2 separate regions of the Mus musculus genome follow, and region 2 is linked to region 1. A link is a contact called in public ChIA-PET data. All regions are on one chromosome and are shown on one strand. The core of a region is the stretch at or near the end of the contact, and the rest is flanking DNA. Distances in the headings are between cores, read along the strand shown. Region 1 holds the start of Psmd11 (proteasome (prosome, macropain) 26S subunit, non-ATPase, 11). Region 2 holds the start of C030013C21Rik (RIKEN cDNA C030013C21 gene).

Region 1 (7,131 bases), core at 1,779-4,278:
ATGGGGGACTTTTGGTATAGCATTGGAAATGTAAATGAGCTAAATACCTAATAAAAAATGGAAAAAAAATAAAAAATTAAAAATTAAAAAAAAATGAAGCAAGGGAAAAGTCACCCTTATAAGACCATTATGAACTCTAGCCTATTTCCAAATGAAACCAGCAAATAAGGACTTAAAAAAAAAAAAACCTTTAGAGTAGAATGACCAACTATCTAAAGAATATGCCTCATATTAATAGTTAAAAAGAATAGATTTTTCACTTTAAGTAGGCCTTAACATGCCTATGTATTTTCGTATCACAAACTAAAATCAAATTATAAAGTTATTGATAACTGTAAAGCAAGTCTTTCAACAAACTTTAGGTCTATAGAAAGTTTTGGCTGAAGGACATATCAAGAATAAACAATTCTAAGCCGGGCGTGGTGGCGCACGACTTTAATCCCAGCACTCGGGAGGCAGAGGCAGGCGGATTTCTGAGTTCGAGGCCAGCCTGGTCTACAAAGTGAGTTCCAGGACAGCCAGGGCTACATGGAGAAACCCTGTCTCGAAAAACCAAAAAAGGGCTGGTGAGATGGCTCAGTGTGTAAGAGCACCCGACTGCTCTTCTGAAGGTCCAGAGTTCAAATCCCAGCAACCACATGGTGGCTCACAACCATCTGTAACAAGATCTGACGCCCTCTTCTGGAGTGTCTGAAGACAGCTACAGTGTACTTACATATAATAAATAAATAAATCTTAAAAAAAAAAAAAAGAAAAACCAAAAAAATAAAATAAAATAAAAAACAATTCTATAACTCCCTCCTAGAGAAATTCCTATCAAAGCTTCAGTGTGATACGAAGAGTTACTCACTTAGGACAGACGGCTGCCTCATGATGGATTCAGGTCCTGTTAAAGTAACTTTTTAATCTGTCCCACTTTCAACTGTTAATAATTATTCAACTGCTTGACCCTGTAACAGCCTTTCCCAAGTTTGCTGTGCTTATTTTGGTGACCATGACTAGTTAACAATGCTCTAAAAAAGCATCATGACTTGACAAAATCCAAGATTTTGATACTCATGATGGAGTCCGGAAAAAGTAATGCTGTCACCCACCATGACTCAAGCTTACTCTAACAGGGGAGCTGGCAGGGGACTCTTAGTATAATGAGCAACCACTCCTTTTTTTTGTTTTGTTTTTCTTTTTATAGTATCTGTATTTTACTTTTCTTTAGAGGGTTGTTTTTTTTTCCCTTATTTGTTTGGTAGTTTCATTTGGAAAATAGGTTAAGGTTCATAAAGGGTCTGATAAAGGTGAAATACTCTAATGGCAATGTTTATTAGTAATTTCTACTTTCTGAAAGGCAAACAAATCAGGCACTATGCACAAAAAACTTTTATGCTCCGCAGATTATTAAATATTAAAGTGTGATCTAAATATTAAAGTGTGATCACAGAAAAATGTCTTTGTAAAAACATCCGATGGCTATGGTACTCTGCTCTAAAACGGACACTATCAGAACTTCGAAATGAAACTCTTCATGATTCCTTCACAATGCACTGTGCTCTCTCGTCTCCTCTCCTTTCTAGTATTCCCAGAGTCAAGAACTTCAAGCTGTTGACAGTGTCCTTTCTTGGTACAAGTCTTGTGTACAGAAATTCAAGACTCAGCAACTCAGTTAAGTCAACATAAGCATCAACATCCTGGCAGTCCCTCATATACCTGCATTCACCAACAACTTGTTGATCCAATCCGAATCTCCCAGGCTACATTTGAAAGCTCACGCCGGGCGGGCATAGTGGCACACGCCTTTAACGCCAGCACTTGGGAGGCAGAGACAGGCGGATTTCTGAGTTCAAGGCCAGCCTGGTCTACAAAGTAAGTTTCAGGACAGCCAGGGCTACATGGAGAAAATCTGTCTCAAAAAACCAAAAAAAAAAAAAAAAAAAAAAACCTCACATTACCACAGGAGGAAGCTCATTCTCTAACTGAACCCTTAAGGAATGAATATTAAAAGGCCTTCTCTGCCATCAACCACTTATTTCTATTTACACCTGAATCCCAGTAGAAAGCGACCGGCTGGAGGTTCCTACTTCAACTTTCCTGTTGCCCTACGGTTTAAGACAATCACGCTATGGTATTAAAATTTTTCTTTTTCTCCAGCAATGTGCGGCCCGCCGGTCCCAAAAAGTTCCCTGAACGACAGCCTCTCAGAACTCAGAACTAAACTTCAACCCCTACTGGGAAAAATGAGTCACCTCCTCTGTCCCGGCGGTCCCACTCGGACGACACTTCAGCTCACAAGCTACACCGGTCAAATACCAATCTTAAGCGTGTGGCACCCCTCAACTTCCCACACCCAGAAAGTGGCCCTCTGCTGCCGGCGGCTGCGGCTGAGGGCTGGCTGTAAGCGACAGCTCCCAGCGTCCCGGAAGAAAACTCCAAGAGAAGCGCTCGCGCTCCCACCCGGAGCAACCTGTGCTGATAACAACGGCGGGAAATGTCAGTCCTGCGCGGCAGTCGCCCGGACCTCTCAACAACACACTCTCCGACCCGTCTGTCCCGGGCCGCCACTCTCAGCCCCCGGCCAGCTCGCGCGGGCCACAATCGGGGACCCTTGAGGGGTAGCGAACCTGGCCCGGCCCGCTCGCCACGCTGCGCTGCGCTGCGCCCACCGTGAGTCAGCAGGCAGCAGGTGGACGGGCCGGCTGCCTAGGGGCTTCCCGCCCGATTGGAAGCCATGGGGCTCCTGGGGTCCCCGAGCGGCCTGCGCCCCCAGCCCGGCCCCCCTCACACACAGTGAGTCAGCAGCACCATAGCCGGCTAGCCCGGCCCCTCTCCGCCGCCTCCGACCCACACAGGCCGCGCCGGGACGGCGGAGCCGCGGGGACGGCGCCAGGCCCTTTACCGATGGAGTGGAGGATGTCGATGGAGGCCTCCCGGTCGGTGCTGAGTAGAGACTGGGCTCTCTGGAACTCCACCACCGCTGCGGCCGCCATCTTACCGCTCTCACACCGTCCCCGGCCGCGGCCGCCGACGCCGGAAACACACACCCGGAAGACCCGCCCTCGCGTTCCTACCAGAAGACCCCGCCTCCCTTCTCCGAGCACCCCGGGAGTTGTAGTCTCTCTGCCCCGTGGGTGGCCCAGGAGCGTCCCGCAAGCGACAAACGAGCTCCCCCATCGCCATCTCGCGGCCATCTGAAGAGACAAACCGAAATTAATCCCCACCACTCCAAAAGAGGCTGAGTACTCAAGGAAAGCTGCTTGGCTGTTTGTATAGTATCCCCGTGTAACCAGTCACTCATAGCGATAGATGATCTTTCAAATTGCCTATTATGTGGCAGGAATAGCACCGTTCAGATTCATTCAGATGTTTTGCAGGGAGGACACATACACACACTCCCTTCCAGGACGGAAGAAATCGCCAATGTAAAAGAACACTGTCTTTCACAAATAGCCATTCCATCATCGGACAGAGCTTCACATTGTGGATTGAAAGTCATCTTTGACCCAATCATTCAATCTAAATAGTTCTTGAGATTCACATTTGACTCATACCAGCTTTCCAGCTCAACAATAGAACAAAATTTTCCTCCCGTATCTCCAATTCCTTCAACTGTAATAGGATATCTGTGAAGATATCAAGGGAAAGGGGAAAAAAGCATGTTTCTTATCACTAAGGATCAACCTAAAGATGTTGCTAAACCTATACAGAGGGAGACCTTCTAAGTTGATGACAATCTGGAAATTAAATAGCTGTGCTGTATAAAAAACTAAGTAGAACCAACATTATACTCCTCTATGACTGGACTAATCAATCTCTATACCTGTCTCCTTTCATTTGTCCAACAATACTCAACAAGAGTCTTTGAAAAAATATTTAATTAATACCTAAGGAAACTGAAGGGAATAAAGTGACTGACAGAACTGAGACCTGGTAGGAAAGACATTCCCACCCTTTGCATTTTCTAATGAAATCTGGGTAATATCCCACCATGCTGGTAACAGAAGTCCTGACTTTGTTGTGTCACGTGAACTAAACTGGCTTCCAAATTCTCCCAACTCTGAAATTCCATGAACTTCGGTGTAATGCTGTGATCATCCCCCCCCCCCCACACACACACACACACACACTCACCCAAGAAGTCATTCCTTCTTTCTCAATCTGATGGAGAGCTAATGAGACTATACTGAATTCATTTGTTGTTGTAGTTTTTAAGTTTTTACTTCTATGTCTGTCTGTCTGTGGGAACTCACATGCCATGGCATGCACATGGAGAAGGGAACTCTTGCAGAAGTCAGTACTCACAATCATGGCCAGCCCAGAGATTGAACTCAGGGACTCATGTTTGGCAGCAAGCACCCTTATCTGTGCCCTCTTCCCTTCTCCTCTCCCAGGTGCTAGAATTAAAGGCACTTCCAGCTTCTGTCTCTTTTTTTTTTTTTTTTTTTTTTTGGTTTTTTGAGACAGGGTTTCTCTGTATAGCCCTGGCTGTCCTGGAACTCACTTTGTAGATCAGGCTGGCCTCGAACTCAGAAATCCGCCTGCCTCTGCCTCCCAAGTGCTGGGATTAAAGGCGTGTGCCACCACAACCAGTCTCCAGCTTCTGTATCTTTTCTTTCTCTCTTTCTTTCTCTCTTTCTTCCTTTCTTTCTTTCTTTCTTTCTTTCTTTTTTGTTGTTGTTTTGTTTTGTTTGTTTGCTTGTTTGTTTGTTTGTTTTTCGAGACAGGGTTTCTCTGTGTAGCCCTGGCTATCCTGGAACTCACTCTGTAGACCAGATGGCCTCGAACTCAGAAATCTGCCTGCCTCTGCCTCCCGAGTGCTGGGATTAAAGGCGTGTGCCACCACACCCGGCCTCTGTATCTTTTCTTAACCAATTCAATTGTATCATCATCCTGAATGTACAATTTAAGAACAACAGGCTTTGGAAATGCTACTTTTGTTCCAAACTCTAGGCGGGGTACTAGTAGATGGTGACTTCTGTAGACTCCTACTCACTTTGATCTTTAGCGTTCCTATCTGAATAACAGGGATAAGAGGGGCTAGAGAGATGGCTCAGCGGTTAAGAGCACTGACTGCTCTTCCTAAGATCCTGAGTTCAATACCCAGCAACCACATGGTGGCTCACAAGCATGTGTAATGAGATCTGATGCCCTCTTCTGGTATGTCTAAAAACAACTACAATGTACTTATATAAATATAATAAATAAATCTTTCTTTTTTTTTTTCCTCGAGACAGGGTTTCTCTGTGTAGCTCTGGCTGTCCTGGAGCTCATTCTGTAGACCAGGCTGGCCTTGAACTCAGAAATCCGCCTGCCTCTGCCTCCCCAGTGCTAGGATTAAAGGCGTCCACCATGCCCGGCTCCTAAATAAATCTTTTAAAACAACAACAACAACAATAACAACAACAAACCGCTAGGCGGTGTGTGGCGCACGCCTTTAATCCCAGCACTCGGGAGGCAGAGGCAGGCGGATTGAGGCAGAGGCAGGCAGATTTCTGAGTTCGAGGCCAGCCTGGTCTACAGTAGAGTGAGTTCCAGGACAGAGGACAGCCAGGGCTATGCAGAGAAATCCTGTCTCGAAAAAACAAACAAACAAACAAAAAAAAAAAAAAAACAGCAATTTTCAGGACTGTTAAGATGTTAAAAAAAAAAAAAAACCTCATACCCGCATTCTTACAGTTGTCCTTTGTTCGTCGTAATTTCAGCTTTGTACCCTCTCTACATGTTGTATTTAGTCTTCAGCGCTTGTGAGCCTCTGGTTGGGATCTCCTGGTGCTCCACAGTGTACCTCGAACTCTGTTCCACACATCTCAGCACTCAGCACTCTCCTGCTGCCAGCTCTGCTCAGTTCTCGTTTTTTATTTTTTATTTTCTCTTCTTCCCTACTCCCCATCACTCTCACTTTTTCCCTTTATAGCCCTTGGTTTTCAACTCAAAGAACAGCACACAGAGATGCTTTCTGAATCATTCCTTTAAAAGTGATGTTTTACGCCTGCAGTTCAGTAAGCAGCCCATCATTCTCTTTACTTCCTTCCTTTAGAGGGCGCCTTTTCTGCCTGACAGTCGGCATTCCTACTCCTACTCATGGACTTAAACATGGCAACCATATCAGAGCCTGACAGTGGTGGAGCACACGCCTTTAATCCCAGCACTAGTGGGCTGAAGAGATGGCCCAGCGGTTAAGAACACTGACTGCTGAGATGATCCTGAGTTCAACTTTCAGCAACCACATGGTGGCTCACAACCATCTGTAATGGATCTAATGCCCTCTTCTGGTGTGTCTGAGGACTGTAACAGTGTACTCACATATAAAATAAGCCTCCTCCTTGTCTACACAGAGTGTTCCAGGCTACACTGTGAGACCCTGCTAAGAAAGAGAGAGAGAGAGAGAGAGAGAGAGAGAGAGAGAGAGAGAGAGAGAGAGGAAGAAGAAGAGAGAAGAGAAGAGAAGAGAAGAGAAGAGGAGAGGAGAGGAGAAGAGAAGAGAAGAGAAGAGAAGAGAAGAGAAGAGAAGGAGGAAGGAAGGAAGGGTGGGTGGGGGATGTGCTCCTGAGTGCAGGTAGTAATGGAGCTCATGAAAGCGAGCCTAGAACCTCTAGAGTTGGAGTTACAGTAGTCATGAGCCACAGACAAGGGAGCTAGAACGAACCAAGAACCAAACTCAGGTCATCTGAAAGAGCACTTCACATGCTTAACTATGTCACCAGCTCCCCAAATATCTTCTAACTCTTCCTGTGACATCAGGGAAAGAGGTTCCCTGTGTAGATAATGTCTACAGTGGCTTCCTCACCACAACTACCTCTAACAAGTTCTTATCTTTAAAAATATATATATGGCACAGCTGTCTGTGAACAGGCTTTGGGTTCCTTACACTTGTTTTTATTCTGGGTCTGTACAACAGCTGTTTGGACTTTTACTGGTTCTCCATTGAAGGTATAATGGAAGATACAAAATTACATCTCAAAACAGCTTGACTTTACTTGAATAACAAAGCATATGGTGTGTAGACTGGATACAATCAGAATGATGTAAATAAATGATTGGCTCAGAAAAACCAAACCCCAATCTCAGCATCACCATGGAAACAACCATGTCTCCCTTTACCTTTTTTAATCCCAAAATAATCTCTCAATCTCTCTCTCTCTC
Region 2 (7,107 bases), core at 1,690-4,189, 80 kb before region 1:
TGTCCCCAGAACCCATGGGTGGTGGTGTTGTTGTTGTTGTTGGGTTTTTTTTAGTTTTTTTTGAGACAGGGTTTCTCTGTATAGCCCTGGCTGTCCTGGAACTCACTTTGTAGACCAGGCTGGCCTCGAACTCAGAAATCCGCCTGCCTCTGCCTCCCAAGTGCTGGGATTAAAGGCATGTGCCACCATGCCCAGCTGAACCCATGTTTTTAAAAAGTACTGTGACTGTAACCCCAGAGCTGGGGAACCAGCAACAGGCTCGCTCTGGGACCCTTGGGGGATTGCTGGTCAGCATGCTCAGCAGGCTGCAGGCCAGGAAGAGACCACATTTTTTAAAAACAAGGTGAAAGGCTCTGAGGAATGACACTCGAGGCTGACCTCTGACTCATAGTTAAACTCATCCCCGTGCATGCACACATACATACACAAGTAAAGAAATGCATACATAAATAACAAAAGAGTGATTCCGTCATTCTGATGGGAATATTGAGGCACAAGCTGTCCCTGTTCAGTAGGCAAGCAATACTGTACTCTAGACATGTCGTCTCAGGTGCCTTTCCCCGTGTCAGCACCCTGCCTGGTGTGCTCCGGCTGTTTCCCGTGTTGATGCTTGTCAGGTGTTTGAATGACCTGTCCCACATTCATGAATGCTTTTCGACACTTCTCAGGATATGCGCACATGGTTATTTGTGTGTACTTTACAAATGAGGCTGACAATGACAATGCCTTGAGCCAGGATAGAGAAGGGATTGACGTCTTTAAATGCTGGACTGACACCATTTATTTAAAAAACAACAACAACAAACAAAAACCACCTTAGAGAATCATTTCTCAACAACGCTCTTATTTCCACTCCCTTGGGTCCTGCGGAGCAAGTTCAATGTGTAACGCAGAATCTTCCAGATGAAGTGGCTTAAACTCAGGGTGAAGCTGGGGTGCAGCCTGGGAACCCAGCTCCCTGGCAGGAGTGTCAGGAATACAAAGTCATCTATTGTGGGAGATATAGTAAATTTGAGACCAGCCTGGACTACTTGCGACCCTATCTCAAACACATACACACACACACTCACATGCACACACTCACTCACTCACATGTACCCGCAACACAAACTCACACCAGAATGGCCTGGAAGGAGCTGACAGCCTGTGGACTGTGAAGCCCTAGAACAGGAATTGGGAACCATCAAGTCCTTTGCTTCCTCCCTCCTGCCTGTCTCTCCTTCTCCACTTTCCATCTCTGTGTATAGTGTGCTTCCGCATAGGGAATACCTAGGCACACTTGCAGCCAGTTTAACAGCCTAAAAACAAAACCAAACAAAAAACAGGGGGAACTTTTCTACCTCAAAATCTATGAACCCCAGGCAAAGGCTCTGATTGGCCCAGGGTATATTAAATGCCTTCCACCAAGCTTATATAAGTGAGGCTGCAGGCTAGATCCTTGAACCTGAGGAGCAAGTCCTAAGATAGGAAGCTTCCCCGGAACGAGAAGGGGTGGATCTGGTCACCTAAGAGACTGGATGGAGATAGAACAGTACAAGGAAGAGCAAGTGGAACCCCGGGGCGGACAGTCGAGCACCCGAGGGCTCTTCTGCAGCCCTTGGTTGGATGGAGACTGTGTTCACGTGCCCGTTTTAAAGCAGAAACTTGTATCTTACCCCACTTACTGTAATGGTGGGGGCTGGGAAACGACTTCAGCATGGTGCTGTGTATGAAGCCAGTGTTTCCACTGGCTTGTGTCTGGCATGGTGGAGGTTGGGTAGAGAAGGAGGTGCACCAGAGAATGTAGACACAGGTGTGAACTGCCTCGCTGCCCTAAGAGGGGCTCTGTGAGAGGCAGCTGAGAACAGCGCCACAAGGTTAATGGGAAAGTCGTCTTGATGGGCAAACTCCTTGTCAAGAATGCCTTGGGAACAGGGGTTCAGGCTTCTCAACCCACAGAAAAGAAAGTTTCAAGAGGCTGGCGACAAAGGCTCAGCTAGCCAGCCCCGCTCTTCTCTGTTTACCTGTGTGTGTATCCTTAGCCCAAATGTGCCTTCGAGCCCAGCATTTTCATACATCTCTTCTCTGAAGCCCTTTTTCTGACAGGGAATTGACAAAGGACTCAGTTTGAATATATTGAGATCAATTGAAAAAGAGGCAATTTGAAGAACAGAAAATTGGAGACTGGAAATGTAGCTCAGTTTACCGAGCATTGGCCTAGCGTGCACAAGACTGTGCGTTCCGTCCCCAGTGAAGAACATTTGATGTCAAAAAAAAAAAAAAAAAAAAAAAAAAAAAAAAGGCATAGATGGGGGAGGGAGGAATTCTTGGGGAGTCCAAGACATCATCAGTCAGCTATCTGCCGAGCCTCACTATGTGCTAGCTAAAAGGGTTTAGATTTATAAAGAAAATAGATGCCTAAAAGTAATGTTCCATACAGCCCTCGGAGTAATGCGGTTAAGGGACAAGTGAGGCTGACATGGGAGCAAGAAAAAGCTCCCAAATTAACACCTAGAAGCAGGTCTAAACGCCACCTAGATTGGAAACAGTCTATGCAGAAGCCTAAAGGCAAAAAGCTGTATGCTGTAGCTGAAGACCCTCCAGAGAAAGGCAGGCAGGAGGTGTGTGTGTGCCAAGAAGCAAAGCCATGCAAGAGAGCAGAGGAGATGGGATCTGGACCAGTTCTCCTGGATAGCGTACGCACATCAGCCTGGTACCTGTCTCATCTGATGCTGGCTCTGAAGGGGGCTCCAGGCAGGCTAGTGAGCTGCCTCATTCTCTCTGCATTCTTTTGTGACATCAGAGTTTGCAGGACAGAAGTTCTGTGGCGCTCCCTCATCTTAGAAACCCTGTGGGAGGGCCCCTGCGTCACACCTGGCGTTTATGGGTCAGAAACATTTGGAATCTCCCTTTCTAGCGGAATTCTGCACATGTCCCCCACCAGAGCAGGTGATCGGACACACAGATCTGATGTCATCCCCAGGAGAAAAGCTTGTGAGCTCACCTAAAGAAAGGGGGATCTTAGAACTCACATGCCGAGAGCTGTCAGATAATACCGGCTAGAGATCAAGCCGCGGCAGCTGCCTTCCACAGCTGCCGCCTTGCAGCTGCCTCTCAAGCAGTTAGTGGGGCTAAAAATAACCAAGAGCTAACTCGCAGCAAGCTACCAAGCCTTAGAAAGAAGTGTGGGGAAGGAGATTGCGGGTGGCAGTCTGGGCCCTCAGAGTGGATGTCAGAGGAATACCCACCCGGTGGCCCAGGCGGCATCAAAGGCCTTCAGAGTCCATGTGTCTGTGTAGATCAAACCTCCTGCTGCCACTTCACAACTGGTAGCCCAGGCTGTTGCCTACTGACTGCTTCCGGTTTCTAATCTCAGCTGTAACCCAAGTTGTGTTGATGCCTCGGGAAACAGAAGTAACGAAGTAGGAATGAACAGTTTCCTGTTTGTACCCTAAACTTGAACCGGTGGCCTGAGCAGCAAGTGTGCAGGGGCCCGGATACTCAACAGAGGTGTGTGTGTGACTCTCTTTTTAATTGTGAAACTAAACTGGGACTTTCTCACCAGCAAAGCAAAAAAAAAAAAAAAAAAAAAAAAAAAAAAAAAAAAACCCTGAGGTGACATCAAAAGGAAACACGGTCCATCAAAATCAGAAACGGGGGTGGTTATAGCGTGGGAAACTACACAGATAAATATGCTCATTTAGCATCGGAGAGAATAGATGTGCTTTCCTGAGCATATGAAGCCATTGATGCTTTTTTGTAAGAAAAACGAATTGACCCCTGGTTGTCGCAGCTCTGTGGTCATCAGCACAGCGATCACAGGGTGTGCTCGTGAGGCTGTTGTGGCTCTCCAGCCATGGTGCTGAGCGTACTCTGTCCTGGATCGTTCAGTTTGGATCTCCCCTAGATTCCCATTCATGGCCCAGGACAGAGGCAAGCAGAGGTTAGGAAATTTGCCCTGTTGATCCCGACTTGTCCAGGGCCAGAAAAGACTGCCCCCCCAGCCATTTTTCCCTCCCACAGGATGGCCCTGAAGGTCTAGTTGGTCATGAGACTGACAGGAGTGACTCCTGACAGACCTGTGGGTTTCCTGTGGACTCTTGCTGTGGCTCTCGTGTACTCCCATTAGAGGTGCTGATCTGTGCTGCCTCCCTTTCTCCTATGAGTGAATTGAGTGGGCGGGCAGATGGGTGGGTGGGTGAGTGAGTGAGTTGGGTTGGTAAGTGGGTGAGGGTGGGTAGGTGAGTTGGGTGCGTGGGTGGGTGCGTGGGTGAGTGAGTGAACTTGGGTGAGTGGATGGTTTGGCTGAATGAGTGAGTTGGGTTGGTAAGTGGGTGAGTCGGGTGGGTGGGTGAGTTGGGTGGGTAGGAGAGTGGGTGAGTCGATGAACGAGTGGGTGGGAATCTTGGGTGTGCCATACAAGTGTCACTCTGCCACTAACCACCTATGTGGTTTGAGGGCATTTTGTTGGCTTGGTTGGGTGGGTGAGTTTTTTCTCCTTTCCTGGTTTATTTTGGCAGGGTCTCCTCTGTAACATAGGCTAACCTTGAACTCCTCATCCTACCTGCCTCCATTTCCCTAGTACTGGGACCGCAGGCTTGCACCACTCCAGCCAGCTCAAGGCATAGTATCTCTGAAATAAAGCCGTTCGATTATAACCAAGGTCCCTCCTGTGCTAAGTACCTGTTTTTCCTTTCCTTCCTCCCTGGCTCTTCCTGGTCTTTCATTATGTACAGTGGGCACACAGTGCTGCTAAGTGGCTGAGGGCGCATCTCAGATAGTAAGGAGACCAGCAATCACTGGGATGTGGGCATGGAACACACAGCAATCTGGCTCTTCCACAAGGAAACCAGAAATATATTTTGGCTCTGGCACCTCCCTAGCCCTGTTCTCAACTGCCTTGTCCATCCTCACACTGCTTTTAAGTTTCATAAACTCCGCCCGCACCGAGCCATGCTGACCTTCTCCCTACTCCTCCCACCATGTCCTCCCTCTGCCCTGCATCTCCCTCAACACTCTGCTGTCTGTTTAGGAGGCAGCAGATCTCATCTGTCAAGAGTGCTGACCACGTGTACCGTAATAATGCTCATTAAGTCAGCATCCAGCATCTAAGAAGGTCTGGTTCAGTGCCCAGCACCCACATGGTGGCTCACAAACATCGGTAACTCCAGGTCCAGGGGATCTGATGCCCTCTTCTGGCCTCCACAGGTACCAGGTGTTGCTGTGGTATGCACACCTACATGCAGACAAACACTCATACACACAAACTAAAAAATAATAACAATAAAGTAAAAAGCACAAACTGATTTTCTCTCTTAATAGCTCATTTCTTTGCATCTCTGTACTATGGAGGGGATTTTTGGTTACTCATTTCCAAAGAGACATCAGTATCAAATTGTTGCATAAGTAGTTGTTAAACAATATGTCATATTTATTCATTTATTTGGTGTGTTGTGTACATGTAATTTTATCTGGGAGAAGTGGGGAAGAAGGCCTTCAGAACACTGCAGTAGTTTAGAGCAAAGTTCTTTCATTGCTCAAAAACCTCTAACTCAAACATGGTGGTTTCTACTCAACATTGGAGCCAAAATTAGATTGTAGCAGTAGGGCAGGCATAGGGACAGTGGATGCGGTGATAATCCATGTAGAGTTTGTAGTGTTGTTGTTTTTAGTGAGCTATTATGTAATCACAGAACATAAAGTATTTGAATCCTCAGGGGAGTATGAATTTTATCATACTGGGGTATTTTAAGCATGTGAGAGGAACCTAGATGGATATAACCTAGATTGACTAGGAAGGATTATATAGACCCAGAAGTAACTATAGGCAAGTCAGCGTGGCCCATGCCTGGGTAAAGTTATGAACTTCACTGATATTTGTATTGAACTGTTTCCTAATCCAATGCCATGGGAGGGATTTGTATGAGAAATTGAAATTCTCTTAAAGACAAGACCTCTCAGTATAGCACAGGCTGGCCTTGAAGTTTTCAGCCTTGTTAGTGGAATGACGGATGTGCACGATCACACCTGGCTCAGAGCGCTCTTCACTTCCTCTGGCTTCTCTCCATTTTTCACAATCATGTTGGCCTTTGTGGGCCTTTGTCCCACACAGGTCAGCACTGGAAGAATAGCACTCCCCTATCCTGGCATGTGGTTAGACTGCAGGATCAGTGTCATGGCTGGGCCTCATCCCTATTTTAGGTGTGTTTCTAAGGAGTAGGCTGGTTGTCATGGTTTGCAAAGGCTTTCCTCACCATCAGGATGCAAGAATATTGCAGTAGGCAGCAAGGGAGGCACAGGCCATCTGTCCCCAGGGGATGGACGTGTCTAGAGGAAATAAATAGCCTTCTAGCCACGATGCGTTGCATGTGTCCTTGCCCAAAGTTGAACTCACAGTTTTGTTCTAGGATCCTAAGCTTCTAAGCTGAGATTCAGTCCTTAAGGAAGCCCACTGAGAGGAGCTGTGGTGGCTCTCAGTCCTTCCAGGTCACTTTCATCTCCTCCTGCTGTCATTCCAAGCCATCCTCACATCCCCACCCCAGCGGCCAGGAAGATGAGCTCTGTCCTTCCTGTGGGGATGGAAAGACTAAGCTCTGGAATCCAGGACCCACAGAGGTTGACATGTGTCATTTGTAGTTCTCCTCCACAGCTGAGGGAAGGCTTGGCGAGAAGGATGCGCAACCCTGGGCAGCCATGAAACACATAGGGCTGTTGAAATGGACAGAGCTTCGGTCTAAATAGATCACTAGTGTGGTTTGCAAAGTAGCACTTCAGACAGTCCCTGCCCTCTGACACTGGGAACCACAGCAGTGTCTCACACACCTGTTATTCATCAGAGTGCCTCTTTGTCATCTGACAAAGCATGATGCTGCAGATCCAGATGTGTCATAAGGGGGACAGTGCCTGTGTGGAAAGGCAGACTCATTGCCCCACAGTGCTGAGGTTTCAAAAGAGACTCCCCAGTCATGTCCCCAACACTGTGACTTCATAGCAAGTCACTCATGCCACCAGGGTGTTTGTGGGCCTCATTGCACTGGGAAGCCTACCTTGGTGACTTCCGTGGCCTCCACCTGTAAGTTGCAGGGCTGGTCACCCTCATCAGTGCAAGGCAAGTCCCACCACAGCCGA

Evidence for each region. ChIA-PET counts read pairs in DNA pulled down with a chosen protein or histone mark.
Region 2: an RNA polymerase II ChIA-PET map of memory CD8 T cells shows a contact between it and region 1, with 42 read pairs. The contact joins the promoter of C030013C21Rik here to the promoter of Psmd11 in region 1. A contact is called at or near these places in 1 of 39 promoter capture datasets (the SN4741 cell line), 3 of 115 datasets of contacts at active chromatin or transcription factors (double positive thymocytes, effector CD8 T cells and memory CD8 T cells) and 2 of 9 other capture datasets (adipose tissue and liver).

The regions. Positions count from the first base shown.
Region 1 is chr11:80,424,512-80,431,642 of GRCm38.p6, reverse strand. It overlaps Psmd11 (proteasome (prosome, macropain) 26S subunit, non-ATPase, 11), which reads right to left and starts at 3,028. Exons shown (of 14, transcript NM_178616.3): 1 at 2,888-3,028. The coding sequence starts at 2,978.
Region 2 is chr11:80,504,938-80,512,044 of GRCm38.p6, reverse strand. C030013C21Rik (RIKEN cDNA C030013C21 gene) reads left to right here and starts at 2,939. Exons shown (of 3, transcript NR_126552.1): 1 at 2,939-3,489; 2 at 4,003-4,110; 3 at 4,500-4,635. The region is part of intron 21 of Myo1d (myosin ID); the gene reads left to right. Gm31109 (a long non-coding RNA gene) reads right to left here and starts at 2,768. Exons shown (of 2, transcript XR_003949722.1): 1 at 2,684-2,768; 2 at 764-988.